Linked DNA regions of Mus musculus: region 1 is linked to region 2. A link is a contact called in public Hi-C data. All regions are on one chromosome and are shown on one strand. The core of a region is the stretch at or near the end of the contact, and the rest is flanking DNA. Distances in the headings are between cores, read along the strand shown. Region 1 overlaps Gm10510 (predicted gene 10510). Region 2 has its middle 6.8 kb from the start of Gm5091.

Evidence for each region. Hi-C and Micro-C count contacts between places; a contact is called where the count stands out from the background.
Region 1: a contact with region 2 is called in a Hi-C map of muscle stem cells, with 1.7 times the contacts expected there. The contact joins two enhancer-like sites. A contact is called at or near these places in 4 of 484 Hi-C or Micro-C datasets (the HPC-7 cell line, liver, muscle stem cells and 1 more), 3 of 115 datasets of contacts at active chromatin or transcription factors (embryonic midbrain, embryonic stem cells and pancreatic cancer cells) and 3 of 9 other capture datasets (adipose tissue, embryonic stem cells and pancreatic islet).

What each region holds. Positions count from the first base shown.
Region 1 is chr17:15,348,149-15,352,032 of GRCm38.p6, reverse strand. It overlaps Gm10510 (predicted gene 10510), which reads left to right. Exons shown (of 3, transcript NR_033511.1): 2 at 175-329; 3 at 745-1,220. Among named protein-coding and RNA genes, the nearest start is that of Gm10510, 4.4 kb to the left of the region's middle. Within about 2 kb of position 1,657, at least 2 of the 459 cell types and tissues checked have an H3K27ac peak or open chromatin away from gene starts, as enhancers often do. A contact at or near this core is called in muscle stem cells, where this site is marked.
Region 2 is chr17:15,245,725-15,249,360 of GRCm38.p6, reverse strand. No RefSeq gene overlaps it. Among named protein-coding and RNA genes, the nearest start is that of Gm5091, 6.8 kb to the right of the region's middle. Within about 2 kb of position 1,305, at least 92 of the 459 cell types and tissues checked have an H3K27ac peak or open chromatin away from gene starts, as enhancers often do. A contact at or near this core is called in muscle stem cells, where this site is marked.

The sequences.
Region 1 (3,884 bases), core at 408-2,907, 100 kb before region 2:
ACTCACCATGACCTAATGCTCATGGTGCACCATTGTCTCAGTCCCACAAACGAAAGTGTGGAGTGGCACAGAAAGAGTTCTAACCAAATAATATCGTTGGACAGGTGAAGGCAGGGAAACAGGAAGGGATGCGCTAAGTAGTGACTGCTCTCTGTCTAAATTGTCTTCTCCTAGTCATTTCACAGAAGTACTCTTGAGGATAGCTGCAGTCAAGAGTCTGCCCACAGCAAACAGGAGATGGACAACAGCTTTAATAGCCTCTGGTACTGACGAAAGGGTTCCCTGCCGACAATGGTGTTGAGGAGTCTGTTCCTGGCTTATTCTTCTAGGTAAGTGCCCAGAACTCACAGACCTTAATGTCCTGTTAGAAACAGAAACGTTTGTCAGCACTAAGGTCCAGCACATGCCATCTGCTTGACAGAAGGAGGATCATTAAGATAAAATGAGAATGCACATTTTTGTTTGTGGTAGAATTTAAGAGGACCATGCTCCTATCGGGCCAGTTGCTCATTTAGCTGCACAAAGCACTTTTCATCTCTACTGTATGAATGGGTAGCTCCAAGAGAGATGTCAGCCTACATCGAATGGTTCATTATAGAAAAATGAGATGCAGAGGTGTCATCGCAGAGATGCAGAGGTGTTGACACCTCTTTGAGGAAGGGGGAGGGGGGAGAGAGAAGAGAATGAAAATGAGAAATGAGATGGCAAACCAGATAGTAAAAGTGCTAATGACTCTTGCCCCAGGCCAGTGTCCTCCACTGCTGCTGCTGGCTGATCTGATGTACTAATTCATCTCCTATCCTGAAATTATGGATAACTCCCTGCTTCTGACCTGTGTGTGTGTCGCATGAGTTTGGGCTCTGGGCCTCCACCCTCCACAGCTGGGTCTCCTCTCAAGATCTCAGTCTTCTTTGTGAGTGCCATGTTTCTTCAGGCTCTCTCTTGAGTCTGTTTTAGAACATTCACATCCTTTGAGTGGTTTCTTTGGGAGAAGCACAAGAAGATGTCCCCCGGGGCTCAGGGTTTTCACAAACTCTAGTTCAAAACCTACCAGAACACTGGCCTTGCTAGTCTGTGGTGTTCTCGGAAGGAGGTTAAGTCAGTGAATGAAGAAGAGTCCTTGGTGGCCCATATGACCTCAGCAGACGGATCCTGAGTCCTGCACGGCTCTCCTGAGTTGCTCACCTTGGCTTGCCTGCTTCCTTGGCTGACCTCTACACACTGGCTGGGTGGGTCCAGATAATACCAACAGTTTTGTTCCACAAACTGTATTTCTCAAGATGTAGCCCTAAGGAACTGTGATTTATCCTCCATGTCTGCTTCTTCAGGAAGCCTCTACCCATTAGCAGTGTGGGGTTAATTTTCCTCCAGCCAGGCTGTAGTGCGCATGTCTGCATCTTTCCCATAAATGAGTGACTTTCTATCTCTTTCCTGCATTTAGAACAGTTCTTGACCATACAGGGAACTCATTCAGCCTGTGTTCAGTCAATCCAAAAGATAAAAAAAAAATTTTACTGTGTCAGTGTATGTACTAGTAATTTTCATTGTAATCAGATCTGTGACCTCTATCCTACGGGAACCAGTTCCTAAGACAGTAAGGGCACTTTCCCATGCTGTTCTAGCTTCCACAAACTGAGCAACCACACTGCTGTGAGTCTATCCTTCCCAGCTGCTCAGCTAACAGTGGTTCCACCTGTCTCTCAGTGGTATCTGTAGTGCCACAGACAAATGAGTGGCTTTATTACCGTGACTTTTCAAGGATAATTACAGGGCTCTTGGCTTGCCATTGCTAGCTGGCAAAACTCTTAGCTGGAGACCAAAGGAAGGTGGGAGTTGAAAGCTCATAGGAAACACACAGCTCTGTGACCATATAGTTTCTTACACAATCTTTTGGATGCAGCAGACAAATAGATATCATTATAGTTTGGTTCCCTTGTGAATATCAGTGAAGAACATGCAGAAGCTTACAGAGTTAAAATTATAAATCCTTGCTTTGGGTTATGATAATGGTCAAGCCTCACCTGACATGACCTCACCTGCATAGTACCTGAGCTCTGTGTGTCCAGGCTATACTACCTTCTCTGTCTGGGATCAAGATGTCTAGTGAGTTCACAAGCTTAGTGAATAATGAACAGCCATGAGTTGTGATGTTCCCCATCTGCGGCTCAGTAAAGGTGCCCCACTTCTGGCTTTGGAATAACTTACATTTCTCCAGGGTCCAAAGTCAGGGCAAGGGTTGCACTGTAGAGTTCCATCTTATATATATATGCTGGAGTCAGCTCTATACAAGAGGTGAGGGAGCTCCCAAGGTCTGGACTGTGCCTGTAGGGTTCCTGGTCTTCTGGTCACTGCCAGCCATGTTGCGACATTGCTCAGGACCATCCCCGGAGTCACATGCCAGATTCTTCAGGAAAGGGCCCCTCACCAGACCCAAGGCAGTAAGATCTGTCAAGAGTCAAGCTATGGGTTTGAGAGAGGTAGTATCTTGTAGACCACTCTCATCTTAACAAAAGTCAACACTGTGCCTTGGGTTGGTAAATATCCAGCTTTGTAGGACTCTCTGTCAAAAAGAAAGTGGAGTGAGGGCAGCCCTTGTGGATCCTGCCTGAGGTTCAGGATGGTCTCTGGAAGTCTCTTTGAGTCTTAAGGGCCATGATTTGCTTTTTGCTGAAAGTCTACACTGGGAGCTAGGAGCCAGGCAGAAAGCACCCATGTCTTTTGCTGCTTTTCTTTTTACCTTAGACTTTTCAGCCCATCAAATCAATCACCGAAACACAATGGCCCTATTGAGTAGGACTTGTCACCTCTTGTTCTAGCTTGCTAGAATAGGACCTCATTGTTGAGTGGGGGCATAAGGAGACTTCTTAATTAAAGCATAGCATGCTTAAAATTACAAGTACATGATTTTGCATACTCCAAGAGTTTTTCTCCTGTCACATGACTTTCTCCCTGGTCTTTAAAAGTATCTTCTCCTTGTAACTTTGTTTCTTCTCTTGAACACTACCTTTAAAATCGTTTCCACCTTCTCGAAAGCAGTAGGATGAATAGGCCATCTCTGCCATCTCTATGTGTAGTGATAAGTTAGTGAACCTACTCTGAGCTCTTGGTGGGCCATGCATGTGTGAGTGCACACCGCCCATGTGTGTGCACTGTATCCACCCACAGAGCTCTCTGGGTTCTCAAATGAAAGACACATACATACAATCTTGATAAGTCTTGGCTAGCTCAGTGGCTGGGCACTTCTAATCCACCCCACAGCTAGCATATATTTCCCTCTGGTACTCTTGGCTTAACACTTTTTAATTTTATGTTTTATTTTTGCTGTGCTGTTACCTTCTGGGCAGCTTCCCCATAGGGCTGCTTTCCTCTTCCATGTACATTTTGGATGACTTTTTCTTCTGTAGCTCTTAAACCCAATCCCTCTGCCTTCAAGCCATGGCAAATCTGCCTCGTTCTCTCTCTCCTATCTGTCCCAAGCCTGAGAATCCTAAAAGTCCTGCCTCTGTCTGTCCTACCAACCATTGGTTGTTCATATCTTTATTTATCAATCGGAACCAAATGGGGGGAGGGTCCTTCAGTATCTTATGTGTAGACACTTGTTTAAGTAATTTTAAGGATCAATATTAACATTATAACACCAGCATTAGGCCAAACCCACTTCTCCCTTTTTGTCCAATTAAAAAGACTCTTTTCTCTTAGACATAAATTGAGCACAATCATAACAATTATGTAAATTATGAAGTATGATATATACATTTGTCAATTAGATAACGTACCATCTACCCTAACTTAAAGAGTTTATAATTCTATATCTGGATTATATTCTGATTTTAGCCTGTATCACCATTGGAAAACTATCCTTTGAAATCTATATCATCTCTGTC
Region 2 (3,636 bases), core at 56-2,555:
GCCCAGGCGCTCAGAAGAGGGTGGCTTTGGGGTGGAGGCAGTGCCCTTTCGCTGACACGTTTATTGGGTTACTATGTCAAGCACCTGTTTTGTCTTTGGGAGAACTGAGCTGGAGGCCTCCAAAGGCCATCTCTTAAGCCAGGCCTTCGAGTCCCACCTAAAGTCAACAGAGGAGACAAGGAAGCACCAATAGAGTGTTTTCTTTTCAGTGGTCGAAATGCCCAGAGCCCACTGTTTTCCACCAAGCTCTGGCAGAGCATAACCTTTCTGAGACTATCAGTAACCGTTCAATTAGCCTCAGGAAACTAGAGCTTTGCAGACAGACCTCAAGAAGTTCACGTGGCTACGCTTTCCGCACGGGCTGATCCTTGCTCGGGAGTTGGTAATAATGCCAGGCCACACCACTGCCCCTTTTAAAGATCAACCATAATATCTCAGAAGCTCAGGGCAAGCTGCCTGTTTGGCATCATCACAACACTCTCAGAAATGTTCTAATTGATATATATATATATATATATATATATATATATATATATATATATATTCTTCTGTCTTCTGCAGTCATCCCTACAACTTGAAAAGTAAACTTTTCTCTTTGTACTTAACTGACTTGAGGCAAGAAGAGCTAGGAGCATTGCGGGGCTGCTGTTGTCTGGTCCAGAGGCGGGTCATCCTGTCCTGCCTCTCTTTTATGTGACATTCTCTTTGTGAACAGGTGTGAGGGCCCAGCTTTGAAACTCGAGCCTGCAGCCTGGCCTGGAGCAGGGGAACCAGGGGCCTGGGGCAGCTGCTGTGCCTCCCCTTCAATCCCTGCGTTCCCTCAACCTCCTTCTCCCCTTCTTTGGCTTCCTCTCATCCTCCCACCCTCCCCCTTTGTCTTCTGTTCCTCCTTGTCTTTGTCCTTCACTACTCTCCTTCTTGATCCTCCTCCCTCCCCCTCCCCTTTCTCTGCTCTCTCACCTCCCCCTGCTCCTCCCCCTGACCCCCCTTCCCCTGTTCCTGCCACTGGAGCATCAGCCTGGCAGAGGCTGGGAGCAGGAGCAGGCCAGGCTCACTGCACCGCGTGAGAGCAACTCTGAGGACCTGTCTGGCCCAGGGTCAGGAGGTCATAGAGGTGGGCGGGGCCCGGGCAGCAGATTGGGAGCCCCCTGCCCCAGCAGCGTCATTTAGACAAACAAGCAGATGGCAGGTGTCAATGGGGACAAAGAGCCATCTGCGCAGCGAGGCTGCCCCACTGTCTCTCACAGGGACTTCATTAAGCCCGACGTCAGATAGCTGTGCTTCAGTCAGAACCAGCAGGGCCCTCGCTGGCTAGAAGAGGGGCTGTAGCTCTGAGCTCTACCCAGCGCTATGCCTGCCAGGCCAGACACAGGCCACAGGGGCGGGGCCTGTGTGTTCACAGTAGGGCTCCTGTCTGCTTTCAAAGGGCCAGCCTTGCCGACTGTGGTAACCTAATGGCTGCCAGAGGCAGGTCTGGTGATGGAATTTAGCATCTCAATGGCTCCCCCTCTAGCATCCATGGCTGCTTTCCGGATACCGGTCCTTGCACCGATGCTCTCAGGTAGCAGCACAGCAAAGCCCTAGATATACAAAGCTGGTACTGGGCTAAGGATCAGTAGAGTTGTACAGCTCCCCAGGAGAATGGGATCCGAGGCCATGGTCCAGGCAGCTCTTGCGGGGTGGGGGGTGGGGGGGGCGGGCAAGAATGATGTAGCCATCCTGAATCTTCCTAGCTAGTCACGTGGGGGAGGTTCTGGATTTGGGCATTGGTGAGAAAGGGCCCCAATCCAAGTGTCACCTTGGCCAATGTCTCTTCATTCAGGATGGAAAGGTTAAGTACCGATGCTGGTTGGTTTTTATAAACTTGACAAAAACCTGGACTTAACAGGGAAGAGAGAATCTTATTTTTTTTTCTATTTTTTACACTCCATATTTTATTCCCCCTCCCCATCCACCCTCCAACTGTTCCACATCCCATACCTCCTCCCCACCTCCTTGTCTTCATGTGGATGTCTCCACCTCCCTACCCCACCTGACCTCTAAATTCCCTGGGGCCTCCAGTCTCTTAAGGGTTAGGATGAGAGAATCATAACTGAGAAAATGGCCTCACAGATTGGCCTGTAGTCAAGTGTCTGACGTTATTGACTTGATTCGTGATTGACATGGGAGGGCCCAGCTCACTGTGGGCAGTACCAGTCCTGGGCAAGTGGTTACGGGTGGTATAAGAAAGCAAGCTGAGCAAGCTTCCTGCACAATTACAATCAGAAATCTGGGCAAGAGCAGCCAGTGAGCAAGACAGGGATGTGTGTAAGTTCAACCGCTCCTCTCCTACTAGACACCCACACATTTCAGTGTGAGATTATAGCCTCTGCCAACCTCTCTCTCTCTGTGTGTGAGGAAGATAGCAAGACAACCTCACATAGGTTGCACCTGAGGAGGTGACGTGGACCCAAGGATAGCAATACAACCTGTTGCCATTGAGGAAGGAAACACGTGGCCATACCTTCTAAAGTATTCTGGGAAGAGTGTAGGATGATCAGGGTGAGACATGCTCCTGGCAAGGGTCTGGGTAAATACTGGGAAACTGTGGACAGAACACAGAACGGTGTGGAGCCCCTGGAGGGGGGTGGCTTATGGATGATCCCTGGGCTCTGGTGCTAGAAACTGGAGGGACTCATGAAGAAGAGATAAGGGAGGTGGCAGAAGAGACAGAGGGTGCCATTGTGCAGAGCTGTAAGCCATGGGAAAGGTTGCATTTCATTTTAAATGTACAGATCAGTGAACAGGCCTTTTAGATAAACTTCATGAGAATATAGCTTGACTTGTCATGTAAAGGGCTCTTAGGACCATAACACAGGCACTACACTAATCCAATCAGGATACCATTGCCCCACAGAAAACCTCCATCTATTACCTACCCATCTCCAGTCTTCTCAAACCATACCCTCCGAAATGAGCACTGTACATTTTATGTAAATGAGGTCCCAAGACCTGGGCTTTTATGTTCGCTTTCTTCCAGTCAGCTATGTGTGGGAGACTAATGTTGTGTCACATGCTAACACATCATTGGCTTTTCCCGATACACAGTGTTTCATTGCTCTCTTGGTGATGAATAATGAAGCAATTGGAGCCCTTTGATTATAAATAGTGATACTGTCTGTATTTATGTGGATATGCTTTTCCACTTTTTTTTTCTTCTGAGACAAGGTCTCATTCTATATCCTAGGCTAGCCTCAAATTCATAGAGAATCTTCCTGCTTCAGTCTCACAGGTGCTGAAGTGACAGACAAAAGCTTCCAGGTCTGGTTGTGTTTTTATTTGTCCTTCATAGATACCTAGGAATTCAATTTTTGGCTCATGGGATAACTTCACATTTGTCCTTTGAGGAGCTGTCAAACTATGACAGGTTTTAAGCAGGAATGTCTTAGTTAGGGTTTTACTGCTGTGAACAGACACCATGACCAAGGCAACTCTTATAAGGACAACATATATTTGGCGTTGGCTTACAGGTTCAGAGGTTCAGTCCAGTATCATCAAGGTGGGAACATGGCAGCATCCAGGCTGACATGGGGCAGGAGGAGCTGAGAGTTCTACATCTTCTGAAGGGCTGCTAGAAAACTGGATGAATGAGGGTAT